Linked DNA regions of Mus musculus: region 2 is linked to region 1. A link is a contact called in public promoter capture Hi-C data. All regions are on one chromosome and are shown on one strand. Each heading gives the region's core, a stretch centred on a gene start, on an enhancer-like site or on the middle of the called end of the contact. The rest is flanking DNA. Distances are from core to core; before and after follow the strand shown.

Evidence for each region. Capture Hi-C pulls out chosen DNA fragments and counts their contacts.
Region 2: a promoter capture Hi-C map of liver shows a contact between it and region 1, with 2.4 times the contacts expected there. The contact joins the promoter of Taf11 here to the promoter of Telo2 in region 1. A contact is called at or near these places in 2 of 39 promoter capture datasets (cranial neural crest and liver), 1 of 115 datasets of contacts at active chromatin or transcription factors (large pre-B cells) and 1 of 9 other capture datasets (liver).

Annotation. Positions count from the first base shown.
Region 1 is chr17:25,114,340-25,118,332 of GRCm38.p6, reverse strand. Telo2 (telomere maintenance 2) reads left to right here and starts at 2,366. Exons shown (of 21, transcript NM_001163661.1): 1 at 2,366-2,920; 2 at 3,048-3,396. The coding sequence starts at 3,062.
Region 2 is chr17:27,905,506-27,909,498 of GRCm38.p6, reverse strand. Taf11 (TATA-box binding protein associated factor 11) reads left to right here and starts at 1,755. Exons shown (of 5, transcript NM_001379368.1): 1 at 1,755-1,998. The coding sequence starts at 1,828. Anks1 (ankyrin repeat and SAM domain containing 1) reads right to left here and starts at 193. Exons shown (of 25, transcript NM_181413.4): 1 at 1-193. The coding sequence starts at 37.

The sequences.
Region 1 (3,993 bases), core at 1,117-3,616:
CATGCCTCTTCACTTGGCTTTGATATTGGGTTCTGGGGATTTGAACTCAGATCTTCATGTTTGTACATCAAACACTTTGCCTAGTAAACCTTCTCCCCAGCTCCCAGGTCTAGTCTTTTTGAAGAACAATTACCATTACATTCATTTCTTGTTTGTGTGTGGTTGTGGGAGCAATGAGTGTGTGTGCTTGTGAAGGGCAGAGGACAACTTTGAGGAGTTGGTTCTCTTTTTCCACCAAGTGAGCCCTGAAGACTGAACTTAGGGGATCAAGCTTGCCAGCGGAGCACCTTTACTTTAAAAAAAAACTTGTTTATTAATAAATAATGTAATATATGTAAGTACACTGTAGCTGTCTTCAGACACCCCAGAAGACGGCACCAGATCTCATTACAGATGGCTGTGAGCCACCATGTGGTTGCTGGGATTTGAACTCAGGACCTTTGGAAGAACAGTCAGTGCTCTTAACCGCTGAGCCATCTCACCAGCCCTGTACCTTTACTTTTAAGTGAAGACTGGATCCTCCTAACACCCCTTTGTTCTAAAACAAATAAGGACACCCATCTCCGCCTGAACACTGGCCAGGGGCTAAGCACTGTTAACATTTATTATTGTAAGCACTCTGGTATTCATTTCCAGAAAAATAAGCAAAAATATTGGGTGCTGAGGTGACACGAGCTCTTAACTAGCAACTGCTAGGTTTTCCATTCTGGATGGCTTTAGCAAAAGAATTGCCAGTCAACAACTCCTGGCCTGCCCTAATGCCAGCTCTGACTATCCAGGAAACTCTGAGGGCCTTGAGAAAACTACAAGGTTGCAAATTGCTTCAGGTCTGGAAGATACAGCCCCAAGGCTTTTTGCAACCATTTCGACCAGGTTGAGAAGAACACGTCCTCTGGTGGCCTAGCTGAGGAACTACAGAGGCTGGTGCAAAGACTGTTAGCAGAGGAAGTGCCCCTTTTCAGGATTTGAAGGCAGCCGCTTTGACTCCCTCTGGGAGAGACTTTCCTCATCTCCTCCCTTTTGTTGCAGCTTTAGGTACAGTAAAAGGCTCCTCTCCAGGGTTTGCTTGCCTACTCTCAGTAATGTGGGCTAAGCTGTTATCATGAAAAAAAAAGAGGTGGCAGAGACAGCTGAGCAATTGGCAGGCCAAGCTACAAAAGGGACAGGACAGTCAGTTTTGTCATAGCTGAGGAAGCAGTAGCCAAGGCATCAGGGGAGTGCAGAAACTGAGACTGAATGAGGATAATTGACTAAACCAGAGAAGAGATGGCATAGCCTTGGATGCCAGATGAGTTCCAGAGAGCCAAGAGGTCTCAACCCTAGGCCAAGAATTTTAACACTGGCTGTCATTAAGAGCGAAGGTCTACACAAAAATTGTAAAGCTGTAGGGCTGAAGAGTCCCTACAATCACCAAATCTGCTTAGTGGAAGCTGCACCAGCCACAGGAAAGAGCCAAGGATTCCTGACCTACGTAAGAGCTAGAATACTTTTAGGGCTAAGGGTCCCAATGCCTCCAGTCCCCTAATACTAGGGGAGTCATCTGCCATCTCTCACTGAGGCCAAACATGGAGAAAAAAAAAAAAAAAAGAAAGCTACCATTTGAAGACCTTCTCTTTGACTAACCCCAGTTTTTATTTGTGTAGAGATCCTGGCTGGCTGATCGGTAACACTTCCATGGATGCTGGGAACTGAACTTGGGACCTTGGCAAGAGCCACACGTAATTTAACCTCTAAGATAATCGCTCTGGCCCCTGGTATGCTCTGCTAACTGCTAAGCCTTGAGTGGGCTCATTTCCTGCTCAGGAAGGGTAATTTTGCTTGATGATGTTGAATGAATACAGCTTGCTCAGATTTCCACCCACACCCAGTTCCGCTGAAATGTTGCTCCCTCAATGTATCTTCCAGATCAGGATGGTCAAGAAAAGTTCTGCCATGATGGAATGTTTCACACTGCTAAGTTCAGACGACAGTCAGGATCCCTGGGTGTTTACTCAGCTAGTGGTGTTTCATTTAGGGCAGTTTAGACGCAGTTTGCGTGTTCGCAGTAAACGTGCACCCTTGTGTACCACCAAATACATCAGCGCATCCGCATTACAACTTGGCCATATCCGCTGTTCCTGGCTTCCTTATTCTGTTTCCCTCAGGGCGCCTAGAGAGTTGATTAGTGCTCTAGAGTGGAAAGTCATCCGACCCAAGGCAGCATAGTGGGGTAATGTGCTGGGGAAAGTCTCTCCAGAATTAAGGAAAACAGAGACAGCAGTCACCAGGGGACCAATAGAGCGGACACGCCTACCGGAGTCCTGCCCTCAGGCCTTGCCCACCGTAGGCTCTTAGGCCACGCCTCTTCCTCCTCTTGCGCAGGCGCAGATGCTGCGGTCATCAGCGCGTTGGCGCGCCGCTGATTCGTCCCTAGCCACGCGTTTGTATCAGCCCCAGAAATTCTAAATATCCGTGCAGGTTTCACGTGAGCTCTGCGACTCGAATTCACAGCTGCCCTCAGCTGACACTGAATCTGGCGCGTGGTCCTGGTGCCGTGGCGAATCAGCGGCGCGCAAGAGGGAGCATGTGGCCTCGGCTCTGAAGCATGCTGGCCAGAGGAACCCTGTAGGAGTGGTTGGTCCAGTCGGGGCTGCAGTGTCCTGCCTTGCAGCATGGCCAGTTCCCATACGAGCCGAAGGCCTCGTGTTTAGGGGGCTGGGTGCTAACCTGGAGCTGCAGACGGAGGAGGAGTTTTAGTTATTGCACCCTGGCAAGCCACTCACTCATCCAACTATCAGTGGGTTTGACAGAGGAGACAGCCACAGTGCACCGGTGCAGTCCGGGACTGAAGCTCTGTCAGATCATCGGGCAGGCGGGAAACCCGGAAGAAGGACGGGAGAGCGTGAGTGAGATTGTGAGTGAAGCGCCTGGAAGCGCAGAAGTAAGTGCGTGTGTGTAGGGGGGTGGGGCCTGAGATTTGGAACCGGCCCAACTGTTTCCTCCCTTAACATCGTGGGTGCCATGGGAAGAATTCTTGACACTCTAACATGCTTTTCTCGGACCCTCAGCCCTGTTCTGCAGGATGGACCCAGCCCTGTCTGCTGTCCGGCTCACCGTCCAGGAAGCCATTCACATCCTTTCATCCTCAGAGGATGCTGGCCATATCCTTTCTACCCTGGGGACTCTGAAACGATACCTCGGTGGAACCGAGGATCCAGTTCTTCCTGAGGAGAAGGAGGAGTTTGCCACTGTCCACTTCTCAGCCGTCCTTAGATGTCTGGTCAGCAAGCTGAGCCCAGGTTGGCTGGAGCTGTCCCCCGGTGGCCAGCTGGAGCGGCTTTGGGAGAGCTTCTTCCTGGATGGCCCTCCAGACCAAGCCTTCCTGGTGCTGATGGAAGCCATTGAGAGCACTGCTGGGTGAGCAGTTAGTGAGCAACAGGGCGCCCAAGTTCTGAGAAGGTTCCCAACACCTTAAAACTGTAAGGGGAAGGACCCTGCATCTTAGCCTGGCCTCACTCCTTCTTGTTGAAGGCTGGGAGGAAGAATAGGGTTCCTTGCAGATCAGCACTCAGAGAGTCTCCACTGTCCCTAGCTGATGCCCTAAAGGTCACTTGTTGTCTTCTACTGGGCCCATTCTTTATTCTGTGGCACTTTCAGGATCATCAGGACATTTCAGGGTTTTTTTGTTTGTTTGTTTGTTTGTTTTTGTTTTTCGAGACAGGTTTCTCTGTGTAGCCCTGGCTGTCCTGGAACTCACTCTGTAGACCAGGCTGGTCTCGAACTCAGAAATCCACCTGGCTCTGCCTCCCAAGTGCTGGGATTAAAGGCGTGTGCCACCACCGCCCGGCTAACATGTCAGGTTTTAAATGTTTATCTACCACATTGCTGCTATGGATCCCTGTGTACCCAGGTCCCACATCCGGTTGAATGGCAGTCCTTGGAAGGATCTGTGGCTGTGAGAAGCTGGGGTTTTATAAACTGCTGGGGTGTGGGGGTGGAGAGATGGTTCAGTGC
Region 2 (3,993 bases), core at 506-3,005, 2.8 Mb before region 1:
TGCGGGCCGCCTCCAGCAGCTCCTGCTCCTTCCCCATCCCCAGGACCGCCACCCCTCGGACCTCAACCCGGAGCCTTGCAGAGCCTGCTCCGGCTCCGAAACTTTCCGTCTCCGGGCAACGCACCCCTCAAACCGGCCGGGGACGCCACCCCCTCTCCCCCCGCCTCCTCGGCCTCCCCCACTCCCTGGCGGCGCGTCACTTCCGGGATCCGGCGTCACGCGTCACCGCGCCCCCGCGCCCCGCCCCCTTGCCCACCTAGTGGGCGGGGCTCGGCGCCGCCGTGCAGGTGAGCCCGCTTGGCGGAGGGGAGCCTCGGTGTGCGGAGCCGAGCCTGGCGCAGGCGCGGTCTACGCCTAGCGGACCCGCCCATTCGCCAGGTGGCGGAGATCGGAGGCGGCACGCCTGCAGGAGCTTCCCGAACTGCTCGCCTTCCCAAAGGTTTGGGACCTCATGGCACTGGAAATGCGGTCATTGTTCCTGGCACCGTAGAAACAAAAGAAAAGGGGGTAACGCGTACCTCTGTTTTCAACTCCATTCAAAACGCATAGATTCAATACGGGATAGGCGCGGAGATCTAGAACCAGACTTGAAAAATCCCTCCCTCTGGTGCCTCCTGGAGGGAAGACCTGAGAGTTTTACTTCTGCAGTTAGACTGGCATTGTGGCAACTGCCATTTGTCCCAGCAGTCGAGAAGCAGAAGCCGCTGGCTGCATCGCTGTGAGTTTAAGGTCAGCCTGATCTACAAAGCAAGTTACGGGCTAGCCAAGGCTACATAGTGAGACCCTCTCTCCAGAAAAAAAAAGGTGGGGGGGGGGGAGGGAGTACGGGGGTGGCTGGAGAGGTGGTTCCCTGTTAAGAGCACTGGTTGCTCTGCCAGAGAATCTAGGTTTGATTCCCATCACTTGTGGCGCCTCACAGCAGTCTGTAACTCCAGCTCCAGCGGATGTAACACCTTTTGCTGGCCTCCCAGGGTACCACGAACGCATGTGGAGCTCAGACTTACATGCAAAACACCCATACACATGAAAAAAAAATGTAAGAACTCTTAACAGACACTATCCTCGCACTCCATCCTACTAACTCTTCAGAAAAAGTCAGAAGAGACCTTCTTTCTCTTAGTTGTCATGAGAGACATTTTAAAAGTCAGATTTGGGGAACCATTTCCAATTTTTAATATTGGTGGACTAAGGAGGGAAATGTAATTGGGAAAGGATGACTTTTTTTTTTTTTTCTGTTTTTCCCTCACAACACTAGCCTGTTCTGACGCGAGGCAGGTGGCCAATATTTGAAGTGTTAAATGAAACCATTGGATACTTTCTGTTGGCGTTAGAGATGCTTGCGAAACAGAAGGGAAACTTCCCTGGTGGACACAAGCCGGTGGTCTTAGTTCTTTGGGAAATCCGAGGTTAGGTCGCTGCCGGAAGCTGCTCAGTCCACGGCAACAACAAGCAGCGGGACCGAGTTCTCTCCCTGTTCCCCGACTTTGGGCTGAAGGAGTAAAGTTAAAGAAGGGTTAATTGGCATTACATTCCCAGGAAGGAGAAGAAAAAGAAGGAAAAAGAAGTCTCTCGGGAAACGAATTACGCTCTTTCAAAAACGCTTCTGCCCTGAAGCGGAGGATCTAGACTTCTACATTTCTTTCACATTAAAACAAATTCCGTTTATATGAATCCCCTGGGCAACCAACGCGCTTCTGGAAGTGACCCCTCCCAGGATCCGTGGGCGTGACGTCATCGCGGCGCGACGACGAGCCCTCAGCTCCAGCTCCGCTCCACAGCTCCTTCTCCCGGCGGTGCTGCCATCGCCTCTGACCCCCTGCTCTCGCGATGGACAACCTCGGGGAGTCGCCCACAGACAAAGGCGGGGAGCCAGGGGAGTCAGAGGAGACGAGGGCTACTCCTGGGGCTTTGGTGGCAGCCGACACTGAGGGAATCCCGGAGGAAACCGACAGGGATGGAGACGCGGACTTGAAAGAAGCCGCGGCGGAGGAAAGCGAGGTAGGTGGAAGTTGGTGGATAACGCTGCAGGACTACCCGGGTGCGCTCCTGACTGCTTTCTTCCAAAGCCAGGGAACTAGAATTCCCCCACGACTGTTTGTGAGTCTGCAACCTTGAGGGGCAGGAGAGGGAACGGGAAGGTGTAGGTGCTGTTAGAGCCCTATTCAGGCCTGCTTGTACTCCAGCTCCTTTTGGGGGAAGGCTGAGGAGGAAGGTGGAGGAGACAAGAAGATAAAAGACGAGGAGAAAATGGTTAAGGACAAATAAATTTGAAAATCTGAAGCACAAAGGTTAGAAACACGCGTAGATCAATAGTGGAAAGTAAGTTAGAAAGGCTGTCAGATAGATAATGCCTTCTCTCCCCCTCTCCATATTTCTGTATGAGTTTAAATATGAATTCCTTCCTTCCTTTCTCTCTTTCTCTCTCTCCCTCTCTTTCTTTCTTCTCCTCCTCCTCCTTCTTCTTTCTCCTCCTCCTTCTCCTTCTCTTCTTCCCCTTCTTCCTCTTCTTCCTCCTCCTCCTTCGAGACAGGGTAGCCCTGGCTAACCTGGAACTCAGGTTCTATAGACCACACTGGCTTCGAATTCAGAGATCCCCTTGCCTCTGACTTCCAAGTGTTAGTATCAAAGGCATGTGCCACCACTTCCCGACATACCTTTCATTTTAAAGGAACCATTAAATCTCATTAATGAGTTTTGATGTATTACGATTTTATAGTAAGTTGGCTAGGACAGAGTTTGGATCACTCTTGTGAATAAAACGGTTAAGTGTTTATGTGAGGAGAAATGTAAATAGTAAACATCTTGAAGACGTTTTTAGCTTAGGGCAGGCGAAATTGTTCAGCAGGTCAGGGTGCTTGATCCCCAGAACCCACGTTAAGGTAGAAGCGGACTATCTGCACAAAGTTGTCCACTTACAAACCCACACACATGAATGTCCGTAGTAACTGAAAAATTGTGGGTTTTTAAGAATATTTTTTATATGAATGTTTTGCCTGTGTATTTTTGTTTGCCGTGTAATGTGCCTGGCACATTCCCTGTAAAAGTCAGAAGAAGGCATTAGATCCCCTGAAACTAGAGTTGCTAATGACTGCGAGCTGAAATGTGGGTGTTGGTAAATGGAACCTAGATACTCTGCAAGAACAGCCAATGCTCTTAACCTCTGAGCTTTCTGCAGTTTTTAGTTTAAACTCAATATAATGGTACAAGTCTATAATTTCCACAAGCTGAAAATCCAAAATGAGACTTTGTCTTAAATTACAAAAGGAAAAAAAAAAAAGCTTCCGAACTGGGCATGGTGGTGCACAGCTTTAAGCCTAGCATTCTGGAGGCAGAGGCAGGTGGACCTCTTGAGTACAAGGCAGCCTGGACTACTACAGAGAGAGTTCAAGGATAGCCAGGGCTATGTATAGAAACTCTGTCTCAAATTATTTAAAAAAATAAAATAAATAAAATTTGTATTCTAGTATTGGGAAAGATCTCGTGATCCAGTAGAGAAAGGATCAGAAGAACAGAGCTCTGTTCAGTGTGGAGCTCCCAAGACACACATGGAAGGGACTGTACTGACATCTATGGAGTGAGGTCAGAAGGGTGGGCCCGAGGGAGAGTGGCTGTTTGGATCCTTGGCATTTTCCTCGTAATGTGTAAACAGATGCAGGACCTCTGTATGATCATGGCTAGGCTGGGAAATGGATTATTCATTTTCTTTTTTGTTTTTTGTTTGTTTGTTTGGTTGGTTGGTTTTTCAAGATAGGGTTTCTCTGTGTAGTCCTGGCTGTCCTGAAACTCACTTTGTAGACCAGGCTGGCCTCGAACTCAGAAATCCACCTGCCTCTACCTCCCAAGTGCTGGGATTAAAGGCATGCGCCACCACCACCCAGCGGATTATTTATTTTCTTTCCCAGCTGGAGTATAATCTTCCTTGGAGAGATGGATTGCCTCTTATGCAGATGGTATAGGCAGTGCCTAGAACTAGATAGCTACTGCGTAGACAGA